Linked DNA regions of Mus musculus: region 2 is linked to region 1. Evidence: chromatin contacts called from public promoter capture Hi-C data. All regions are on one chromosome and are shown on one strand. The core of a region is the stretch at or near the end of the contact, and the rest is flanking DNA. Distances in the headings are between cores, read along the strand shown. Region 1 holds the start of Tspan33 (tetraspanin 33). Region 2 holds the start of Snd1 (staphylococcal nuclease and tudor domain containing 1).

Region 1 (7,557 bases), core at 2,441-4,940:
GCTCTCTCAGGCAACAAACATCCATTCAGCATTCACTCCTGCCTCTGGTAGTAAGAATCCAGAGTCAAATTAGGCAGTCTCCACAGTCAGGAGGCCGGGGTCTAGGTGCATGTGACTGCAGTACAGGGAATGAAAGCACCCCACCTGCTGCTCAGAGTGGATAAAGGACCAGCAAGAGAGAAGCAGGGTAGCACTGATAATACTCCCGCCAACATGTGCCCCCGCCTAGGACACTGTTTCCCATATCAGTGTGTTCACACAGTACAGAGGTGACCAAGAGAGGGAGGGAGGGAGGGAGGGAGGGAGGGAAGGAGGCAGTTACTTCTAAAGAGTTTAAATACAACTTCTAGGATCTTGGAGCAGTTACTTTCAGACTATGGAAACTCAATGACCAGTGGCCCAGCAACCTGATTCTGGGGAGAAAACCAGAGCTTCCATGCCAAAGAGGAAATGAGATTTGAAACATGAACAGGAAGGATTGGTTCTGATTCCAAGGGAGGCACCAGCTTCTGAAGCAGATCCCAGACACCTGGGGGGTCAGGGCCCCTGCTGCCATCCCCAAGTGTGAGCCCAGAAGATGCTGGCTACCTTCCTAACATGTTTCAGGCACAGATACAAAGTCTACCCCTACATAGCTCCCCAGGAGCAGGCCAGACATGCACTCTGCCTGCAAAGTGGTCCAACTGTCCCAGCCATGGGTGCTTTCCAAGCAGAAAGGGGAAATTTATTTGATTAGGACACTGGAAGCCTACAAGGGACATCACATGGTCACCAGTCCCTAAAGTGGATGGGAACAGAGAGGAGCTCTGAGCTGGAGAAGTGGCCCTGTATTGATAGCTGCACGTGTGTAGAATAAAACTGGAGCTCTGGGCTTAGGAGAGAAGTGACAAGCAGTATTGCCTAAACAGTACCATCTTTTCACCATCCCTTAGGGAGGCCAGCGTCCCAGGGACCAAGACAGAGAGACTCATGCTTAGATCCTTTAGGTCTTAGAGAGAGAAAACAGTTCCCAAAGTGATTTATTCATCTATAAATAGTTCACAGAAATAGACAAATTCCTCCTTTAGAGGAAAAAGATTAAGGACAGAGAGTCGGATATGTTGGCTTGGCGTCACACAGTAAGTGGGTGCCAGAAAGAAACTGGGCCTCTTGTCCTTCCAGACACTATTTCTAGACCCACCAACATTTTTGCATCTGTAGTAGGTTCAAAATGGGGGTTCTGCTCTAATTTGGGGGTAGTACCAACATGTCTAGCTTCTGATTTCAAACAAAGCATTTTTTATTTTATCTTATTTTAGGTTTTAGGCGGGACCATGCTTATCCAAGTGCTTTCCAAGCAGGTGAGAGAGCATTTTGTCACCCATGTGTGCAGATGCCAAAAGGCCTTCATGAGGCGTTTGTGGTTACATCTTTAAGATGTTTTATTATTATTATTTTATTTATATAGTTTACATTCTTCACCAAGGTAAATGGGCCTATGAGCTTGGCTCTCTTCCAGACTGTGAACCTCCCAAAGTTATTTGTTTGATAAAAGGGCATAGGGTGGAAGCAAACAATCCAAGAAAGCGATTGTGAGATCGTGAACACGAGTGACAGAGGCACTGGCTGCCGGCATTGAGGAGGGCAGGTAAGAGTGAGGCTCCAAAGGAGCAAGGCCTCGGCCGGGAAGCCCATGTGAGGCCCCACTGAAGGTGGTTTCACTAGTGCCTGCCCCTTTGTGGTGAGTTCCCCTTAGTACATTCCCTCAGCCCTGCAGGGTGGTGGAGAGGGCTTTTGCTGTTTTCAAATCTCCCAGGGAAGCAGAAGTAAGGCCAAGAGAACTTGGGTTGACTGGTTACCCCAGCCACAGTAGCAGCCATCCAAGTCCCGGGCTTTCCCTACACACATGCTGGCTCAATTGAAAATCACCAGCCCAAGCCTGCTAACCAGCTGGTGCCACGGGTGAAAATCCTGACTGTTGTTGCGATTTAACTTTCTCCTGTATAAAACCGTGGAAGTTCAGCAACTGCTGGATTTTCTAGTTCCAAAACCGAGACTGTGACAGAAGCCCAAAACTTCAATCTTCCCAAGAGTACAATGGCTGAGAGTGAGCGTCATCACCACCCTCTGGGATGTCTCTCATTTGTCCCAATAGGCTGGCACTTATGTACCCTGTGCCTGTGCTTCACACCAGGGCCCCTGTGAAACCTTTCCAGCAGTGGCCTTGGATCTGCCTTTTCCCAGGAGGCCGTTCAGGCCCACTATTATTCCCTCTGGCAAATCTGAACTATTGGTCTCAGGCTGAAAGAGGCAAAGATGATAGGCTTCTGGGCTGCAGCTTTGGTGCAGTAGAAGCTGGCAGAAGAATGGAGAGATGGGGAAGGACTTCCCCTTGTTATCAAATCCAGAGGGGCCCACGCACTCTCTGGCTATGAAACAGGACTCAGCTAGCATTCTCTAATGGGCTCCCCCTCCCCCTGAATTCTCAGCCCTCTCCTGCCATCCCCCAATACACTGCATTAGATTTTTGCTGGGAGGAAGGGCAGGCCTGTGGACTTGAACATATTTACCCAGATCAGTCAAATCAATAAGGATGGTAGAGAGGGGACGGAAATCCAGGTGTCAGGAGCTCGGGGTTAATATTGTTTACACTTTTCCACCCCAAACAAAAGATTCTGAAAGGAGCCATAGCTTCCAGCCCAACAACAACAACAACAACAACAACAAAATCCTATTTGAATCATCTGAAGCCTGTCAGCTCCAAGTAGAGAAGCTGGTCTTGAAGAAGGTAGGGCAAAGTTTAGGGCCATGCTGGGGTACACATCGGACCTGGAGACCATTCTTAACCCTTTTCAGCCCTGACAGGAGCAGACACCCGAGGCCTGCAAAAGGGACAGATATAGTCCCTTGACACAAGCCCCTGAGGAACTGGGGCGAAGGAAGGCTTGGGGTTTCTCTTCCTTCTCTCTCCCTCCACCCCCGCCCCGCGCCCCGTATGGCCAGTCGGGCCTTCCAGCCCCCAGGCCTGAAAGTCCCTAACCATGAAATATGCCCATGGGGCTGTCCAGCCAGCTCTTTCTTTCCCCAAACCCTTTTTATTTCATGGCCTGACACAGATCCTCATCCCTGCTAAAGCTTCATCCCTGGCAGCAAGGATGATTGCCCACCTCTTAACGTCCCCTTTTGACACGGCGCCACTGTGGTTTTCCTCCCCCGGAGAAATGCCCCCAAGTGTCACCAGCTCAGAAAACTACGAAGCACCACTCGACACGCTCCTGGGCACCGGGCAGCCCAGGCCAAACCTCCCAGCCTCAGGCAGCCCCCTCGGCGCTCCAGAGATGCCCGAGAGTCCGGGTGCCCCCTGACCCCCCGAATCTCACCCAGAAGAGCATGTTGAAGAAGAAGAGCAGGTATTTCACCAGCGGGCTGACGAAGGAGAACTCGTCCCCGTAGGCAGCCGGCACGCCAGGTCTCCGCGCCATGGTCCGCCGCTGCCCCCGGGGGGCCTATCTCCCAGCGGCCACCGGCCCACCTGTGCGCCCTGCAGCCCGGGGCGGGAGCCGCGGGGCCACGGGGACCCGAACGCCGGGGCAGCCGCGCCGCGCCGGGAGCCGCCCGAACCGTGCGTCGGGGAGCCGCGCGGCCAGGGAACGGCGCCGCCGCTGAAGCCGCGGCGGGCAGCGTGAGCAGCGGAGACTCCACCGCGGCCGCAGACCAGCTTGGCCCGCCCGGCTCTCAGGAAACCGGGCCCGCCCCCCGGACGGCCATTGGTGAGGCTGCCCGAGGCTGACTTCTCATTGGTCGGCGGCCCATGTCACTAAGCAGCCAGCCATCCCTCTCCTCCGAGAGGCGGGGGAGACACCTGTTCTGTGAGGGACAACTTGCTAAAGGGTCAGTGGTTCTGCTTCTGCCCGCCTAGACGGAAAGCCTGCAGGCTGCAGCTGCTTAAGGGAAAAAGAATGAGGAAAAGGAATGTTTCCTGCATCCCACACCCACGTCCTCTGCCCAGTTGCTGTGCACGCACGCAAACACACGTACGTTAAAATCAACAAGTACGCACTTTGTGTGTTGAGCAATTCGTTAAACGCTGTGGGAATAGAAAAGAAGGTTGATCCTCAGGGATCAAGACAATAAAATCAGAGTGACAAATGACAGGTACTAACAACCAGAAAGAGAAGAATAAATACCCCTGCTTAGCAATCAAATACTTTAAATGCTCGTTTTAAAAGCCTCATAACCTAACAGTGGAATTCTCAAACCATCCTTTTCTCTCATTACCGTCCAACCTCTCTATCCAAACCCTCTCAGAACGTTTGTTTACGTGGAGACACCGGTTTTTTGTTTTTAATTTTGTTTTGTTTTGTGTTTGGCATGTTAATAGGATATGCACAGATTGACTCCCAAGTACAATGTGGTGTACATTGTACTAGCTACACAAGTACGATTTTAACCTGGGGAGGAGTCTGATTTTGCCATCAATAGCGTGATTCCCCAAGCTACACTTTTTGTAACGTTGAGTGGGAAAACTGCAGCGTAAGGCATTGATCAAATAAGAATCTGTTAGTGCATGCAAATGACTTACACGGAGATGGCTGATAAGGGGGCTCACTAAAATGTGGTACTTTCACTCCTTTAAAAGATTCTTTTAAAATGTGTGTGTGTGTGAGTGTGTGTGTGTGTGTGTGTGTGTGTGTGTGTACCACTGTGCACACAGGTGCTGATGGAAGCCAGAAAAGGATGTCAGATCCCCAGGAACTGGAGTTACCGGGATTTGTGAGCTCCTTAAGTCAGTGCTGGGAACTGAACTTTGGTCCTCTGTAAGAGCAACAAGTGCTCTTAATAACTGAGCCATATCTCTAGCCCTGGTATTTTGTTTCAATAGGATTCAAAATCCAGTGTGGAAATACAATAACTGCATGAATAACTATTATGTAATTGGAAGAAGTTGAGCACCAGAAGGTGTCATGGCGGGAGAAACGAGGAGGATGAGATTTTAGAGACAGTGGGGACGTGAAATCCAGGTGGACACAAAAAGGTGTGTCGAAGCTTGGACAGATAAAAGCAAACCGCGTGTTGTGTGGAAACTAAGCCTATCACTTTTCCCGGCTTGGTGCAGCGGTGCCTGAGAATGCAGTATGTGTTCAACTGAATGGAGGCTGTAGAAGGACTTGAGATCAGATTACTGAGTTTGTGTTGAATTGATTTGGAAATAAGAGTTTTAGAGAAGGAAATGGGGTAAGATCGCTGTTTTCAGAGAGAGTTGGAAAGAGGCTGGAGAAAGTTTAATGGCAGCACTTAGGAGGAAGGGGCAGATGAATCTCTGGGAGTTCGAGGTAAACCTGGTCTACATTTGAGTTCTAAATCAGCCAGGGGCACACAATGAGATCCTATCAAACCAGAAGGAGAAGGAGAAGGAGAAGGAGAAGGAGAAGGAGAAGGAGAAGGAGAAGGAGAAGGAGAAGGAGAAAAGAAAATTTAAAAAATCCTAGTGCTATTATTCTGCTAAATGGTCATAGTGTTAGACAGCTTCCTAAGGTTTTTATCTTTATATCCATAGGTCAGTGCATCTCTTAACCCTCATCAAAGAAGTTTCTTTTTGCAGTCGATGGAGATTAATAGAGGCCCACAACCCACCAGCATACGGGGAATAAGAGATGTGGAAGGCTCAGCTGTAAATGGGATGGCTACATTACAATATCCCTTCTCACCACAAGGCTCAGATATCACCAAGGAAGAAATGGGGGGGGGGTAAGAATGAGAGTATTTGCTGGATATGACAAGGCTGTTGTTGCACATAGGAACTTACAGTGGCTGAGACCTTATGCACAAGAGCTGTTTAGATCAAGCTAACTAAAACCCCAGCATGGATAGAGGAGAGGATCGTGGAGTTTGTTTGTTTGTTTCTTTTTTTAAAGATTTATTTATTATATGTAAGTACACTGTAGCTGTCTTCCGACACTCCAGAAGAGGGAGTCAGATCTTGTTAGGGATGGTTGTGAGCCACCATGTGGTTGCTGGGATTTGAACTCCGGACCTTCAGAAGAGCAGTCAGTGCTCTTACCTGCTGAGCCATCTCACCAGCCCTGTTTGTTTGTTTCTTAAGTTGAGGTCTTACTGTGCAGCTCTAGGTGTCCTGAAACTCTATATGTAGGTAAGACTGGCTTCAGATTCAGAGATCTACCTGTCTCTCCCTCCTGAGTGCTGGGGTGAAGGATGTGAGGCAAGTGCTCTCCCAGTGACCTCATCCACAGCCCTGCCTCTTCCTCTGAGATGAGGGCTCGCTGTTGCGCAGGCTGCTCTCAAACACCTGGACTCAGGTAATCAGCCTGTTGCCTCAGCTGATCAAGAAGCTGGGACTACAGACCCTCTGCAAACCGTCCTGGACAGCAGAATCTGTTTGAGGGTAAGAAGTGCAAGGAGCCAGGCAGTGGTGGGACACACCTTTAATCCCAGCACTTTCGGGTAGAGGGGACAGAGGCAAGCAGATACCCGAGTTTGAGGCCAGCCTGGTCTGTTCTAGGATAGTCAGGACTGCACAAAGAAACCCTGTCTCAAAAACCAAAACCAACAACAACAACAATGACCAAAGAGAAGTACATAGTGTACTAAGGTTAGGTTCCCATTTTCAGACATTAGCAAATGCTTTGAGTGCCTCTCTATCAGAGATCATCCTAAAACCAGGCATGGCGGCTTGGGTCAGTCCCCAGCATTCACACTGGGCAGCTCACAACTGTAACTGTTTTGGGGAATCCTATGTCCTCTTTTGGTCTCTGTAGTGTGGGTACCCATACACGCCCCCCCCTCTCTCTCTCTCACACACACACACACATGCACAATGTAAATGAATTATTCTTAATATAAATGTAAAGATTGAATTAATCTACCTTAGCCTTCTATTCTAATCGGGCTACCTCCCAGCCCTATCCCATAATACTTACATATTATTATTGATCCAACTCTTTGGCTTCAGGTGTGTTTCTCTCTCTGGACCCCTTCCTCGTGACTTCAAATCCTCCATCTTTCTCGCTGATTTGAATCTCCCTCTCGCCCTCTCTCCCATCCCACCCTGTTCTCTGTTCTGCTCAGCCATTGGATGATCAGCATTTATTGACAAGGCAGAGAAGAAATGACAATAATTGTTTACAGGAGATTCTTGGTATAGGTATTACAATGCCATGTTCAGATTGGGTCAAGATATGGGGGCAAAGAAATCAGCATTTGAATAACACCAGGGTAAACTTTATGCAGTGTACAAAACCACACACACACACACACACACACACACACACACACATCTAGAGAAACCCTAATGGTAACCACAAGCACTTGGAACTATAGTGAGGCAAGTGATTTTGGGATAGTTTAGAATATACTATTGAAAAGCTATGTTGTTGTACAAAATTCACCAGAGAAGACTGCCTGGGTTTAAGCCAATACAAAGTCTTCATTAGCTAGTTGGTGACTACACTGGCTGTTCAGGATGCTGATGTAGCACCAAGCCTTTCTCAGATTGAGCTTTGAAGCACAAAAACTACATTCTGGGTTGGCATACTTCAGTTAACAAGAGCAGTTAGCCAG
Region 2 (6,469 bases), core at 2,434-4,933, 1.2 Mb after region 1:
CAGCCACCAAATCGGGTGACAGAACGTCACCTCTATAACAACAGTAGACAACGTTCTGTCATGGCTAAAGGGACATCCAGTGAAGCAGTCAAAGGAAACCAGAGTTGAGAGTATCAGGGGTTTCCAGAAAAAGATCTGATTTGACAGAGATGTTTAATTACCCAAGCTGTATCTTACCCACCTGCATCTTTGCTGATCTTATTCCAACTCAAAACACAGAAATCTATGTTCATTTTTCCCTCAACCTGAGAATTTTTTATTAACACGACTGGTCTAAAACACTGTGTCACTTATTGTCCACTTCCTCCTTAAGGATACTCCAGAATAAACTCTCCCCCAATCCAGTCAGCGCACACAGCCACTGGCTCAACAGTCACTGTTTTAAGTGCTAGTTTAAAAGAGTCTTTTAAACTTAGATCTCAGAGACCAGAAGAGATAGACTATAGTCCCACAACACCAGAGAGAGAGAGAGAAGGAGAGTCAGAGGGAGAGAGAAAACTATTCCTTCTCACTGCAAAGTCTCCACCTTCAACCATTTCTGACCCTCAGATCAACCCAGTCCACAGTAAGATGAATGCTCCACTCAAAAGCACATCTTTGCTTATTCGGTGTTCCAATTTCTTCACCCTTCCAAATGGCAAAAGAAAGCAGCACCCGCTTTCTAACTTATCAACCTGCTTCTTGCTCTCTTTCCTGGAAACAAGCTCCACCCTCCTGTGCAGATTTCTCACAAAGCAGCTCCTAAATACCACTGGAAATGACTACTCTCCAGGAAAATACAACTTTGCTTAGTGGAAGAGCTTCAGGGAGCAGTCTGCCATTGGTCAATTCTTCATTCCAGACAAGGCTCCTAAGCCTGGCACAAATCTGCTGCGGGAACTCACCCACCCAACCCCTGCAATGTGGTCAGGTCATGTGGCAGTCCATGCCTGCTACAGACTGCTCAAATCACTGACTCTTAAAGACCATACAACAAAACACCCCTAAGCACATAGCAACCATAAGCACCAAATGAAGTCACACAACCACGACAGCAGCAACCAACAAGTCATGGAACAGCATCTAATCTTTTCTCAACCCAATTACAGTCAGCTTCACTTGTAATTTGTGGTCTTGCATCACTGGCCCCACCCTTTATGCCAGAAAGTCATACCCCGGAGTCATAGACTCGGAGGCCTCACAGCATGGTTTACACTGGTGTGTGTGGTGGCAGGCAGCCCTGGGTTCAAGTTTCAGCTCTACTTCTTCTTACTAATAAAAAGGTACCTGTCTGGGTAAGTTAGCCTATCAAAACCTCAGCTTAGACATCACTTTCTAGATGAGATAATATATAGAGAGAACCCACTTGAAAATGTGACAGTGACCGCTGATAATACAGTCTCCTCAGGGGATTGTTATCCGTGAAAAGGAAGTCACCTCAGAGAACCCAGATACCCTGGAGGCTTCCTATAGCCTCTTTCCTACAAAAGAGACCTTTAAGAAAAAGTCAAGCCCTAGCAAGAAAACTAAAAAAAAAAAAAAAAATTACTGCAGGCCAGTAACACCACACCAGACAGCTAAGTGACACTCTGTTCCTATAATGAAGAGAAGACTGGTACCAATGAAAAGGGCAAGGAAAGAGGAAGCAGTTCAGGAAAATCCTTTCAAGAGTCAAAATTTCAGAGAGAAAACACGGACCCTGGAAACTCCCTACTCATTGAATCTAATGAATTCTGACTGTCTAGATATAAATAGAAAGGCAAAAGGGCAATATTGAATATCTCAAGAACCTCACACACAAGCGGCAGAATATTCATGTTCAAGAGTGTGCATGTGGAGCAGGGGAGATGGCTCAGCATTAAGAGTACAGACTGTTCTTCCAGAGGTCCTGAGTTCAAATCCCAGCAACCACAGGGTGGCTCACAACCATCTGTAATGGGATCCAATGCCCTCTTCTGGTGTGTGTGAAAAGAGTGACAGTGTGATCACATTAAATAATTAAAAAGGGTGTCCATGTGTGCACACATATGTGGGTGCCTGATAGGGAACCTGTGCCTGAACACCCATGCAGAGGGCCAAAGATGCTGGAGCACAGGAAAGCATCCATATCAGTGCCTTCCTCTACTGCTCTTCACCCACTTGAGAAAAGGTCTCTCTCTCTCAATGCACCCGAAGCCTGATATTTTTAGCTAGGCTGGTGGAACAGCAAAAGCCCAGGGTCCACCAGCGCCACGTGCAGCACAAAGGTTCCAGGCAGTGGAACAGCCACGTCCAGCTTTAATGTGTGCCGTGAAGATGCGAACCGGGGTCCTCAGGACTGAGCAGCAAGCACCTGTATCCACTGAGCCATCTCCCCGGATCCCCCTGCAGAGTATATTAATCCTGAGAAAGACAACAGGGACAGCAAAAACAAAAAAAGTTTCAAAAACTGGCTCTCTGGGGAAACTGTCTTCCACTCTGGAGAGAAAAGTCGTTGGAGTTACAATATGAAAAGCAATCGAAAAGATCACAGCCATCTTAAACAGAAAAATCTGTTAACAAACGAGAAATGTCAGACCTCAAGATGTGGGAGGAAAAAAAGGAGAAACAATATAAGAAATAGAACAGAACTTATGCTACAAAATTAGTGTGGAAGTGGAGGTGATGGAATTCAAAATTCCGAATAAAGAAAGCAAAGGTAAGTGAGCAGGATCTATAATAAGAACCCTACACAGGGAATCAGAACACCTGGACTCTTATTATTGGCTCCACTCCAAACCGCCATGTGCCCTTAAGGCAAGTTAGTTACTCTCTTTAAAAACAGGCTCCTTGTCCTTAAGAAGTGAAGAAATGCTACTTAGTATAAGATCCCTGCCAGGCTAAATTTTTAATTTAAAAATACACGAAAATCAGGAGCTTCCAGGCCTAGAAACTAGACATTGAGATAAAAGGGGGAAAGAGTTGAGAAAACTTTGGGTGAATAAGTGAGTCAGTGGACAGAGACAAGCTTCGTGACAGCCAAGCACTCCCGGGGTTCCAGGAAAAGATGTCCGGATCTAGAGAAACTGCGAACTAATCGGCATATGTCAAAATGGACAGAAAGAGGGGGATGGGAGTAACTATCCGTGAACTATCTCCGTTAATGAACCGGTAATAGACCTGCTTCTGGTAAACAGGTAGGGGCTCCGAAAGCCGCGACCCACGAAAATCACAGCGAGCGAATCATGGACAGGTTGCCCGGGAGGCAAAAGTCAAGATAAGTTCGTTCTCGGGTTCTGCCTGGTGAAGATTCGGAGAGTAGGTGGAGAGTGAGGAAGGGGCAGAGGAAAAGCAAACTGAGACCATGCAGGCTGACGGGAGAGAAGGAAGTCAATGCCTGGCTCCTGCTCCAAAGCAGCAGAGGGGTCCGGGTCCAGGGTCCCGCTCTCACCATCTTGACGATGCCCCGCTGCACGGTGGGGACCGCGGGTCCCCCGGAGGAGCCGCTGCTCTGCGCGGAGGAGGCCATGTGTGGAGCTGGAAAGGCAGCGAGTGGGGCGGCCGGCCGGACTGGAAGTGTCAGGGTGGGTGTCGGCGCTTGCAGCGACAAGGAGCAGGCAGGCGACAGGCTACCGTCGGTGGGCTGGACAGAAGCGCCAGGCGCACACTAGAACACCAGCGGGACTGGGAGCAAAAGAGGAGACGCGATCTCCGCCGCCGCCACACGTTCTACTCGCCGCGCAAGCGTGCCAGAGCGCCACCGCCCTCTAGCCAATTAGCGTCCAGAACCCGCTGGAACTCAAGCCAATAGGCACTCTCTTTATGAAGCTCCGCCCTTTGGTCCCAAAACGGGTGCGGAGCTCCAGGAAGCGCTGAAAGAGCTGATTTGCGGTGACGGGATGGTTTTGAGGCGGGACTTCCGGGGAAGTCTTGAGAAGGTGGTGTCGGGAGGTGTAGTGGGAAGGAAAGGACACGTCAGCATCTGGCAGTGGTGCGCGGGGAGCCATGGGAGCCCCGAAGGCGGGGCGGGCCTCGCCCTCCAGCGGAGGTTCTGCTCCTGCCCCGCCCCTCAAGCGGCAAAGCGCCCACGTGTACGGAGCTGGACACCGGAACTGGACGACAAGGGCCTGGGGCCGTCCCAAAGGAACCTTACTGCTCTCAGAGTTCTGACGTTTCACCTCCGCAAAGCAGAGGAAACTTTTGAAAGTCGCCGCCATTGGGTAACCTGCTGATGTTAGTCTTGACCCGGAATGTGGCCGCGAATCTCCCGGTGGTCCGGAGTATCACTGGGGTTTAGTGCTTGTGAGTTCCGCTCATGTTTGTTGATGGAAGCAATAAGCATCTCTTAGAGGATGACTCGTCCTGCACACTGAGAATAGCCTCGTTTTTCGGCTCCTTCCCTCCTGCTCCAACTGAGGTTAGGAAAAACCTTGGGATTTGCCATCCCAGGGCTGAGCGGGAGACAGTCCTAACTCACTGCTAATCTCAGCTCGAGGTGGATCAGGAAAGCCATATTCAAGTGGATATTCAGGGAGAATTTATGGTCTTGGAGTGCCCCGTTTTAGAGCACAGGTTCTTGTATGTATTATTTAATAATAAAACCTGGACCTACGCTAAAGACACTACTTCCACTATAGCCTGTTTTAAGAAGTTTGAGTAGTCACGCATGTCTCAAATCAGGGTCAAGTTTTGGGGTCAGCATCTTCCTATAGCTCCAAAGCCAAGTCTGTACCACGAATTCACCCTATTCAAAAGAGAAAACGGATCTTTATAGATAGATACACACACACACACACACATATATAAAACAATTTTGAGGGGTTGCCCAGTACACTGGTAGCTCAGCTCTAAGACCTCATCTTTAGTGAATTTGACCTTTGCAACAGTGTAGCCACTCTCTCCAGGATAGTTGAAGCAGTTGAAACTAATTCCAAACATCTCATTTTCTGATCATAGTTACTGTCCTTTCCCCCCTACTCAGCCAGTTAATTCTCTTTTGCTTGTACTAATTTTCTATTTCTACACAACCATTGATCCTACTAGTCAGTCCTAACAACCAAATTACGTGGAGCATGAACATGCACAGTATACACTGCCTGTTAAATACTTTTTCCCTGAAGAATATGTTAGTCCTTAAGACAAGCCTACAAAGTCCATATGATCTGTTTCTTCAAAGGAGAGCATTGATGTTTTGTTTTCTGTCTGTTTATTTTTAAGTGAATAGGAATCTCAAAGGGCTCCAACAGGTAAAGTTGATTGCATTGCAAGGTAGATAACCCGAGTTCAGTCCCTGGGACCCACATGGTGGAGGAAGAAAACCAAGTCCTGCAAGCTATCCTCTGACCTCTCAGGCAAACTGTGACATGTGATGCTTGCATACACACACAGATATATATAACATATACATAAAAAATGTAGTTTGAAAAAAAATCTAGTGAGCAGTGCTAGGTCAGTATCTTAAGGGACAGAGTCAAGATATGAACTCAACTGTCTACCATAAATAATCTTATCTTAGGCCTCTACCTGCTTCTCTGGTAGACAAACCTACCTCATCCTCTGCCAAGTCTATAGAATCCATAACCTAGACAAAGATGTTTAATTCTCTAACAAGCTTCCCATGGGGGGGGGGGGGGGAATGCAGTGGACACTGCTGTGCAAGAGCCTTCTGTGTCCACTGTTCAGCTGTCTCCCATTTCGGTCCTCCAGACCACTAGTCCGCTGTTCTTACCATAAGGCACTTTCTAATCATGCCAGTCCCTCAACATCAGGCCAGACTTCAGCTCCTTAGCAGAGCATACCTGGCCCCGAACTACTTTTCAGCTACTTGTGCTCCTCTTTTGTAGTTTTAGTGTATATTGACTTATAGGGAAAGGCTTGCTCAGTATTGTCTAGATCTTTCTGCAGTGATGCAATGTTCTCTTCCTGCCCTATCCAACATGGGAGGCACCAGCCAGCTGTAGCTAATGAGAACTTGCAGTATTGCACGTGCAATTAAGGAAGGGAGTTTTTAATATTAACTTTAATTAATTTAATACACATGACTGGTAACTATTGTATCACACACTATCAAGCTAGGTGATTAAGTTTTAATCTTGCTGTCTGTTACCAGAACCTTTTTTTTCTTTTGTTAACTTTTTATTGATTCTTTGTGAGTTTCATATCATGCACCCCAGGCCTGCTCATCTCCCTGTCCCCTCATATCCACCCTTTGCCCCTGCAGCCATCCAAAATAAAAGACACACAAACAAACAACCAAGTATAGAAAACATCTCGTCCTGGAAGCTGAGAGAACAGTGTGTCCCACAGTATATCCCTTTGTCCACATAAACTTCACTTGCAAGTGTTCATTACAGTAGCCATTTGTCTGGTTCAAGATCTGAGGCTTCTGTGACACCATCATTGTTGGATCTTCATGGGGACTCCTCCCAGCTATCCTGTTGTTGCTCTGTGTCATGGAGATTCTGCAACTTTCAGTGGGATTGGCCCTTTTATGAGTCCCAACCCTTCCCAGATGATATAGATTTTGGGGGTG

What was found. Promoter capture Hi-C pulls out the DNA fragments that hold promoters and counts their contacts.
Region 2: a contact with region 1 is called in a promoter capture Hi-C map of erythroid cells, with 3 times the contacts expected there. The contact joins the promoter of Snd1 here to the promoter of Tspan33 in region 1. A contact is called at or near these places in 2 of 39 promoter capture datasets (erythroid cells and pre-B cells).

The regions. Positions count from the first base shown.
Region 1 is chr6:29,690,347-29,697,903 of GRCm38.p6, reverse strand. Tspan33 (tetraspanin 33) reads right to left here and starts at 3,690. Exons shown (of 8, transcript NM_146173.3): 1 at 3,360-3,690. The coding sequence starts at 3,461.
Region 2 is chr6:28,477,562-28,484,030 of GRCm38.p6, reverse strand. It overlaps Snd1 (staphylococcal nuclease and tudor domain containing 1), which reads right to left and starts at 3,683. Exons shown (of 24, transcript NM_019776.2): 1 at 3,389-3,683. The coding sequence starts at 3,466.